2 separate regions of the Mus musculus genome follow, and region 1 is linked to region 2. A link is a contact called in public HiChIP or PLAC-seq data. All regions are on one chromosome and are shown on one strand. Each heading gives the region's core, a stretch centred on a gene start, on an enhancer-like site or on the middle of the called end of the contact. The rest is flanking DNA. Distances are from core to core; before and after follow the strand shown. Region 1 overlaps Alpk3 (alpha-kinase 3). Region 2 holds the start of Man2a2 (mannosidase 2, alpha 2).

Evidence for each region. HiChIP or PLAC-seq counts read pairs in DNA pulled down with a chosen protein or histone mark.
Region 1: a contact with region 2 is called in an H3K27ac HiChIP or PLAC-seq map of T-cell acute lymphoblastic leukemia, with 4 times the contacts expected there. The contact joins the enhancer-like site here to the promoter of Man2a2 in region 2. A contact is called at or near these places in 1 of 39 promoter capture datasets (liver), 2 of 15 datasets of contacts at CTCF or cohesin (embryonic stem cells and large pre-B cells), 2 of 484 Hi-C or Micro-C datasets (both in embryonic stem cells) and 3 of 115 datasets of contacts at active chromatin or transcription factors (T-cell acute lymphoblastic leukemia, double positive thymocytes and embryonic stem cells).

What each region holds. Positions count from the first base shown.
Region 1 is chr7:81,074,099-81,077,563 of GRCm38.p6, forward strand. It overlaps Alpk3 (alpha-kinase 3), which reads left to right. Exons shown (of 14, transcript NM_054085.2): 4 at 2,775-2,892; 5 at 3,448-3,465. Among named protein-coding and RNA genes, the nearest start is that of Alpk3, 18 kb to the left of the region's middle. Within about 2 kb of position 1,488, at least 100 of the 459 cell types and tissues checked have an H3K27ac peak or open chromatin away from gene starts, as enhancers often do. A contact at or near this core is called in T-cell acute lymphoblastic leukemia, double positive thymocytes, embryonic stem cells and 1 more, where this site is marked.
Region 2 is chr7:80,369,532-80,372,763 of GRCm38.p6, forward strand. Man2a2 (mannosidase 2, alpha 2) reads right to left here and starts at 1,844. Exons shown (of 24, transcript NM_172903.4): 1 at 1,571-1,844; 2 at 1,201-1,398; 3 at 62-214. The coding sequence starts at 193.

The DNA of each region.
Region 1 (3,465 bases), core at 238-2,737, 700 kb after region 2:
TCTGTTTGCGTGTGTGTTTGCATATGTGTACCATGCATGGAAGTATGTGTGGAGCTGAGTTAAGGACATAATCCTCTTGAGCTTTTGTGTATTTATATAACATAGTAACCATCACCCAGGAAGTAACCAGCACGTTACAAATAATCTTGTTTTCAAAGCCATTTGTTTTGTTTTGTTTTGTTTTGTTTTGTTTTGTTTTGTTTTTCAAGACAGGGTTTCTCTGTGCAGCCCTGGCTGTCCTGGAACTCACTTTGTAGACCAGGCTGTCCTTGAACTCAGAAATCAGCCTGCCTCTGCCTCCCAAGTGCTGGAATTAAAGGCGTGCACCACCACCGCCCAGCTTCAAAGCCACTCTTGCTATGAAGCCCTGATCCCCATTATTGGCAGAATTATGGGGTGTTCCTGTGGCTCAGGCTCAGCTGTGTAGGCCACTCCCTGTTCCCCTCCTTGTCCCAGGCCTTTGCCCCACTCCAGCCTCTCTTGGACTGCAGGCTGAGGATGTCCCTCCCGGGCAGGTCATGAGGCAGAAGACTCCAAGGCCCTGGTGGGTGAGATCATCCCACAAGATGGTGAGAGCACCTGTGCTTGCCCTAGCCACACGCACAGTGATGTAACCCAGGGCTTTAGCGCACAGTGGAAACACAGGGCTCAGTTTACAGCCAGCACAGCCCAGTTTGTTCCTGGCCCAGCCGGCTGTAGCCCTGCCTCCCCTGCTCCCCGCTGATGTTCGACTTCCCTTGCTTGCCCTTTGCCCTTCCTCATATGCCTCGGATGGGGCTCCCGTGGGTTTGTTTCCTGTTCCTTACTCCTTTGCTTGCTCCTCTGACAGGGGGTTATGGAGGAACCGCTATGCAGGCACTGGTGCAGGCGATAGAGATACGGTAGTGAACACAGGATGGCTCCTGCCCACTTGAGTCTTGGGTCTAGTAGGAGAGATGGCCAAGGAGCTAAGCTAAGGTGTGATTAGTGGCGGGAAGGGGAGGGGCTGGTGACTGGGGGTATGCACCCATGCCTTCAGTATTACTTGATCCAAGACCAAATCCCCAGCCAAGGAGCTCGCTTCTTTCTCTGGACCATAGTTCTCCATACAGTTGATGTATTCATTGGTAAATATTTACTTATTGTGGATTGCATTACCAGGCACTATTCTAGGAACTGGGGATGCAGCATTGACGAACACAGATAAGTCCCCGCTGTCACGAAGCCAATATTCGATATTCTGTGATGGGCACACTGTGACAGACAGGACACACACAAATTAACAAGCTCAGTGTGTCTCATGGCAGTGTGCTCTAGGAAGAAAGATGCAAGACGAGGGAGGACAGCAAGGCTGAGGGGAGAGAGCCACAGGCTCGCACAGGCTGTTGGAAGGCCTCTGTGAGGAGTTAGACAGGAAGCAGAGTGGCGCAGGATGTGGCCTCCTGGGCTGTTAGTGTGAGCCAGCAAGACTGAGGCGGGGGTGCGGCTCACAAATGGGAGAGGGAGATGAGATCAGGTCACTGCCACAGCGACAGGGTGCAGACTGTGTGTGCCTGTGTGAGGTGGGGCTCCTGGGGTGCTCTGAGTGTGGCTGAGAGTAGATGGATCTGAAGTCACACTCTGCTTGTGGCGTTTCCAATTGAAGAGAGGCCACGACAGGGGCAGCGAGGCCATCAAGGAAGGTCTCCCTGGGACCCAAGTGGGGCATGAAAGTGGTGGGGACTAGGATGTGACAGGAAATGGTCAGATCCTGGGTCTGCTCCCAAGGGTGAGCCTGTAGGACTATCTGACAGGGTGAGTGTGAGAAGAAAGGAAAAAGGAGGACTCGGGGCTGTGGCCTGAGCCACACTGGGGGATGGGTTGTCCCCTTACTGAGCTGTGTGTGAATAGGCTTGGGATACGGATAAGGAGTCGGATGGGTCACACCTGTGGCCTGCTAGGCCGTCAAGTGCAGATATGAAGTCAATGTACAGTCTGGAGTTGAGAGGAGAGGGCTGGACTAGAGGTTGCAACAGCAGGGGGTCCTTGCTGCTCCTTGAGCAGCTAAAGCCAGTCTAGGAAGTAGGCAGTCAGGCCTAAGGATCAACGAGCGATTTAGCAATGTGCACGTCACAGTTGACTTCGACGGACAGTTCAAGTGTAGCAGAGGAAACAGGAGTAGAGATGGAAGACAAGGCATAAAAAGCTCCACAGACGGCTTCTGCAGGCTCAGGTGCAGTGGCGCACATCTCTATCCCAGCACTCAGAGGCAGAGGCAGGCAGGGCTCTGTGAGTTCAAGGCCAGCCTAGTCTACATGGTTCCAGGACAGCAAGGCCTATATAGAAAGACCCTGTCTTAATAATAATAATAATAAGCCAAGTGATGGTGTCATGTGCCTTTAATCTCAGCACTCTGGAGGCAGAGGCAGGTGGATCCCTGTGAATTTGAAGCCAGCCTGGTCTACAGAGTGAGTTCCAGGATAGCCAGGGCTACACAGAGAAACCCAGTTTCAAAGAGACCAATAAATGAATAAATAAACAAATAAGTGAATAAATAAAAGATCTCTCTTCTAGTTGAAAGCTAAGAAGTCTCTTCCCCCTAGTTCTCATCCTTTCAGTCAGAGGGGAGAATGCTTTCTGCTTTGACAGATCCTACTTTCTGAAGCTGAGCTGAGTGACAGGGACAGTGCCTCCGGAGGGCCCGGGGCACTGGAACCGTCCAGTCTCTTCAGACAGCTCGAAGCCCTTGCCTCTGCGTCTCCTCCCACTACTTTGGATCTCACCTACTATTATTCAATCTCTTGCTTCCTTGTCAGGATACCCAGAGCCAGAGGTGACCTGGTACAAGGATGACATAGAACTGGACCGTTACTGTGGCTTGCCAAAATACGAGATCACTCATCAAGGCAACCGTCACACCCTGCAGCTGTACAGGTGAGGGAGAGGGGCCGGCATGGCTCTCTGCCCTCCCGAGGGCCCTGCGCTGGATCCTGCCATCAGACCTGGAGTCAGCTGGGTGGAAACGCCCAGGCACTCTCTGGAGTTAGAGGGCAGGGCTCTACTACTGAGTTGATCTACCTGGTGAACTGTGCTTTCTGCCAGTGTCTGGGATCTCCCCAGGCCAGGGCAGACGTGCTTCTGACAGCCACAAGTGAGTGCAACCAGAGGAGGCCCTGACCCTCAGAAACCTTTTCCATGAGGTCAGCAGCCAGGAAAAGCAACAGTGCCGTCATTACTACTCTCAGGGCTGTGTTGGTCACCTGCTTCTGAAGGGAGCTCTTCTGGGCCCCGAGTCTAATCCCTCCTGGGACAGCATGACCTTGGTCAGCTGTCCTCTTGTGGCCTCAGTTTCCTCCGTTGTAGCTGAGGAAATTCATGACGCCTAAAGTAGGGCACGACTTGGATTGGGAGGGAGCCGGTGGTCAATGCCAGAGACTCTGGCTGTGGGGAGGAGCGGGGAGAGATGGCGCCTCATGCTCCTACCTCTAGGTGTCAGGAAGAAGATGC
Region 2 (3,232 bases), core at 594-3,093:
GACAAGACTCTCCTGAGCCCAGGTGACTTGCATTTGAAGAAGAGAACAAGGTGTGACTCACCCTGGGGAAGTTCCCACCATTCTGGTGTCTGGCAGGATCATGCTGCACTCGGTCCAGCATAAGGTACAGAGAAAAGACGGCCACACAGAAGATAGCAGCCCCACACACCGTCACCTGCTTTTTCAGCTTCATACTGACCCAGGAGGCACGTTCCTGGCAGGAGAGACACCACCTGTAGTTCTGGCATGCAAAACCCTTCTGTTGGTGTTCCTAACAAACGCTCTGTGGACTCCCAAGGAGAACCAACCTACTTGCTTGACTCTGGGTAAAAAAGCAAGTAAGCTTTCAAGTACCAAATCTTGGTTATGACTCCCAACACACAAGTAGCACATATATTTGGGGCTGGTCCTGTAGGAGAGGAGTTCTGATTCCCCTCAGCCCAAGCTATAGAAACCAGGATGTGGAGTGTGGGGGTGCAGTAGGTAAAGAGGCACTTGCAGGCAAGCCTGACAACCAAAGCGATTCATTTGATTCATATGGTGGAAGGTGAAAACCAACTACCACAAATTGTCCTCTGATTGCCGCATGTTTTCTGTGACGTACATGCACATAAATAAATGTAACACATTACAAACAAACAAACAGGGATAACAGAGCCCCAACTCTGACCCACACTTCATTACACAACCACTGATTGCAAACAGCTTGCTCAGGACTCTGAGAAGGCTCTCCCAAGCCACGTGTTTCCTCCCTTCAGATGTATACATAAATACAAGAGGTTTTATTTTGTTTGATTTAGGGGTACAATCACCAGCTGGAGAGACAGACAACCCCCCCACACACACACACTCACACCCTGCCTCCCCTGTGACCTCCTGGGGCTGACTGGAACTCAGCAGAAACAGTGCCTGGCCCAGATCCTATCTCAGAGAATACAGAATGGATTTCTTTTAAGAGAAAAAGAAATGCCCATGTTTCTAACGCAACCCAGTTCTAGGATTGTCCCCATCAGTACTGATTCCTGCTGTGCAAAACTTCCAGTCCTGGCTTCCAGAGTGCTTTAAAGGGACTCTTAGGAAGCTAGCGGCGAGACTGATAAAGTCCCCAGGGTAGCGGAAGCCAGGCACAGCGGCTCCGAAACGGGGCAACTCGAGACGACCCACAGTGCCTGCCGCCACCGCCCGCGAGTCCCCACTTGCCTGCCGGAGGAGGGAGGACGCTAGCTGCTGAACGCGCGTGGGCGGGACCGCTCTCTGGAGTCTGCTCTTCGGGCCCTGGTGCTGAAAAGCTCAGTCACCTCAGCCTGCGTCCTACTTAATGCGATCTGATTCCGCTCAGGAGCCTCCGGGCAATATTTTTAGTCCCTGGAGATTGGGTCCGGGCCAAAGAGGGCGGAGCTAGGGAGCAGGAGCTGGGTCACCGTGGGGCAATTACCTGCCGAGATGTAACCCCCCTCCTCCGGCCCGCCCAGCCCCCCTCCGGCCCTCGGGGCTCAACCGGCACCCGGGGGCCGCAACGCTCGCGGCCTGCAGGCTGGAGTCCTCGCCCACGCCCCGCCTGGCCCGTTACCGTACGCGGCCGGCCTCCGCGCCGCTCGGGACCCGGCCGGCCGAGCCGCCACTGCTCGCATCCCGGGGGACCGCGGCCCGCGCGCGGGCAGTTGCGCAGGCTAAGAGGGACGCCTGGCCACCCACCGCCCCTGCTCGGCCCCGCAGCCGCGCTCCCGCGGGGGCCAGGGCCGCTGCGCGCTCCCTGCGCTCGCCCCGCGCCTGTGCTCCCGCGCTCCCGCCTCCACGGGGCCGAGCGGTGCGCCCGGCAGGAGGAGGGGCGCGGGGGACCGCGCGCAGCGTCCCCTAGTGCCGGGTCCCGCCGCTGCCTCGCCCCCCGCCGGGTTCCGCAGCGCCCCCTGGCACCCGACTCGGTCGCCTCCCGCTGGGTCGGTGCCGGGGTCCGCTATGGCTGCGGGGCGGCTGTGCGCAGCCGTTGACCCGGCAGGGCGGGAGTGGCGGAACCCCAGCAAGGTCGCGCCACTGTTTCTTGTTGTGTTTTTGTTTTTTTTGTTTTTGTTTTTGTTTTTTCTCTTGGTCTTCCAAGAGTAAGATTTAGGCAGGAGCAGAAAGGGCAAAACCGTGCGGTGCTTCGTGGCCTCCCTGCCTGGCTCAATAGTGATGTTTCTTAGTCAAAGGAATAGTGCCTCCCTCTAGGTTTTGTGAGTTCCGGGTGGCTCTGGGTTTCCTGACACTAAGGGCGAAATGCATATCATCCGGTTAAAGGTTTATTGAGCATCCATGTTTCCAATTTACAGCGTAAGATACCATACTGCAATGAACATCTCCACAAATTCCACACTTTTCTTCCTTTTAAGATTAATATTTGGATGGATGTAGGAGCCCGTGCTTAGTCCCAGCACCTGGAAGGCAGAGGCAGGGAGATCTCTGAATTCGAGGCCAGTCTGTTTTACATTTTGAGTTCCGGGACAGCCATAGCTACTTGGGGGGGGGGGGGGGGGAGATTGCTTGCTAGATCGTAGTGGCACACACCTATAAATCCTCCTGTCTCAGATTGACACAAATTCGAAGCTATCTTGGACTACACATTTGCAATCCTGTTTCAAAAGAAAAAAAGATTGCTAAAATTACTGCCTGAAACTGAGCTGGCCCACTAAAAGTCCAGCTCTTGGGAAGTTGAGGCTAGAGGATCCCAGCAAACGGACACTAGCCTGGACTACGTAGCAAAACAAATATTACTCTCTGTTGTAGACTACCCCTAACCCCAGGTTCACATCTTGAAGTTCTGTCCCCAGATTTGACCATATCGGGAGGTGGGGCTTTGATAAGATTAAGATTAGCTCATGAAGGCAGAGCCCTTAGAAAGCAGATTATCCTGTCCTTATAAAAACATCCCAGAACCCAGGTCCTCAGCAGTCAAGAAACAGAGATAAGGCAGATCTTGGTGAGTCCCAGGCCAGCCTGGGCAGCATGGTGAGACCCTGTCTCAAAATAAAAATAATAGCAACCCAGAAGCCAGTGAGGTGGCTCAGTGGGTAAAGATGCCACCAAGCCTGATGACCTGAGTGTGATCTTCAGAGTCCACGTGGTGGAAGGAAAGACTCCTCTGATCTCCTACATATGTGCCACAGTGACTGCAAACACACACACACCACACACACACACAGAGAGAGAGAGAGAGAGAGAGAGAGAGAGAGAGAGAGAGAGAGAGAGAGAGAGAGAA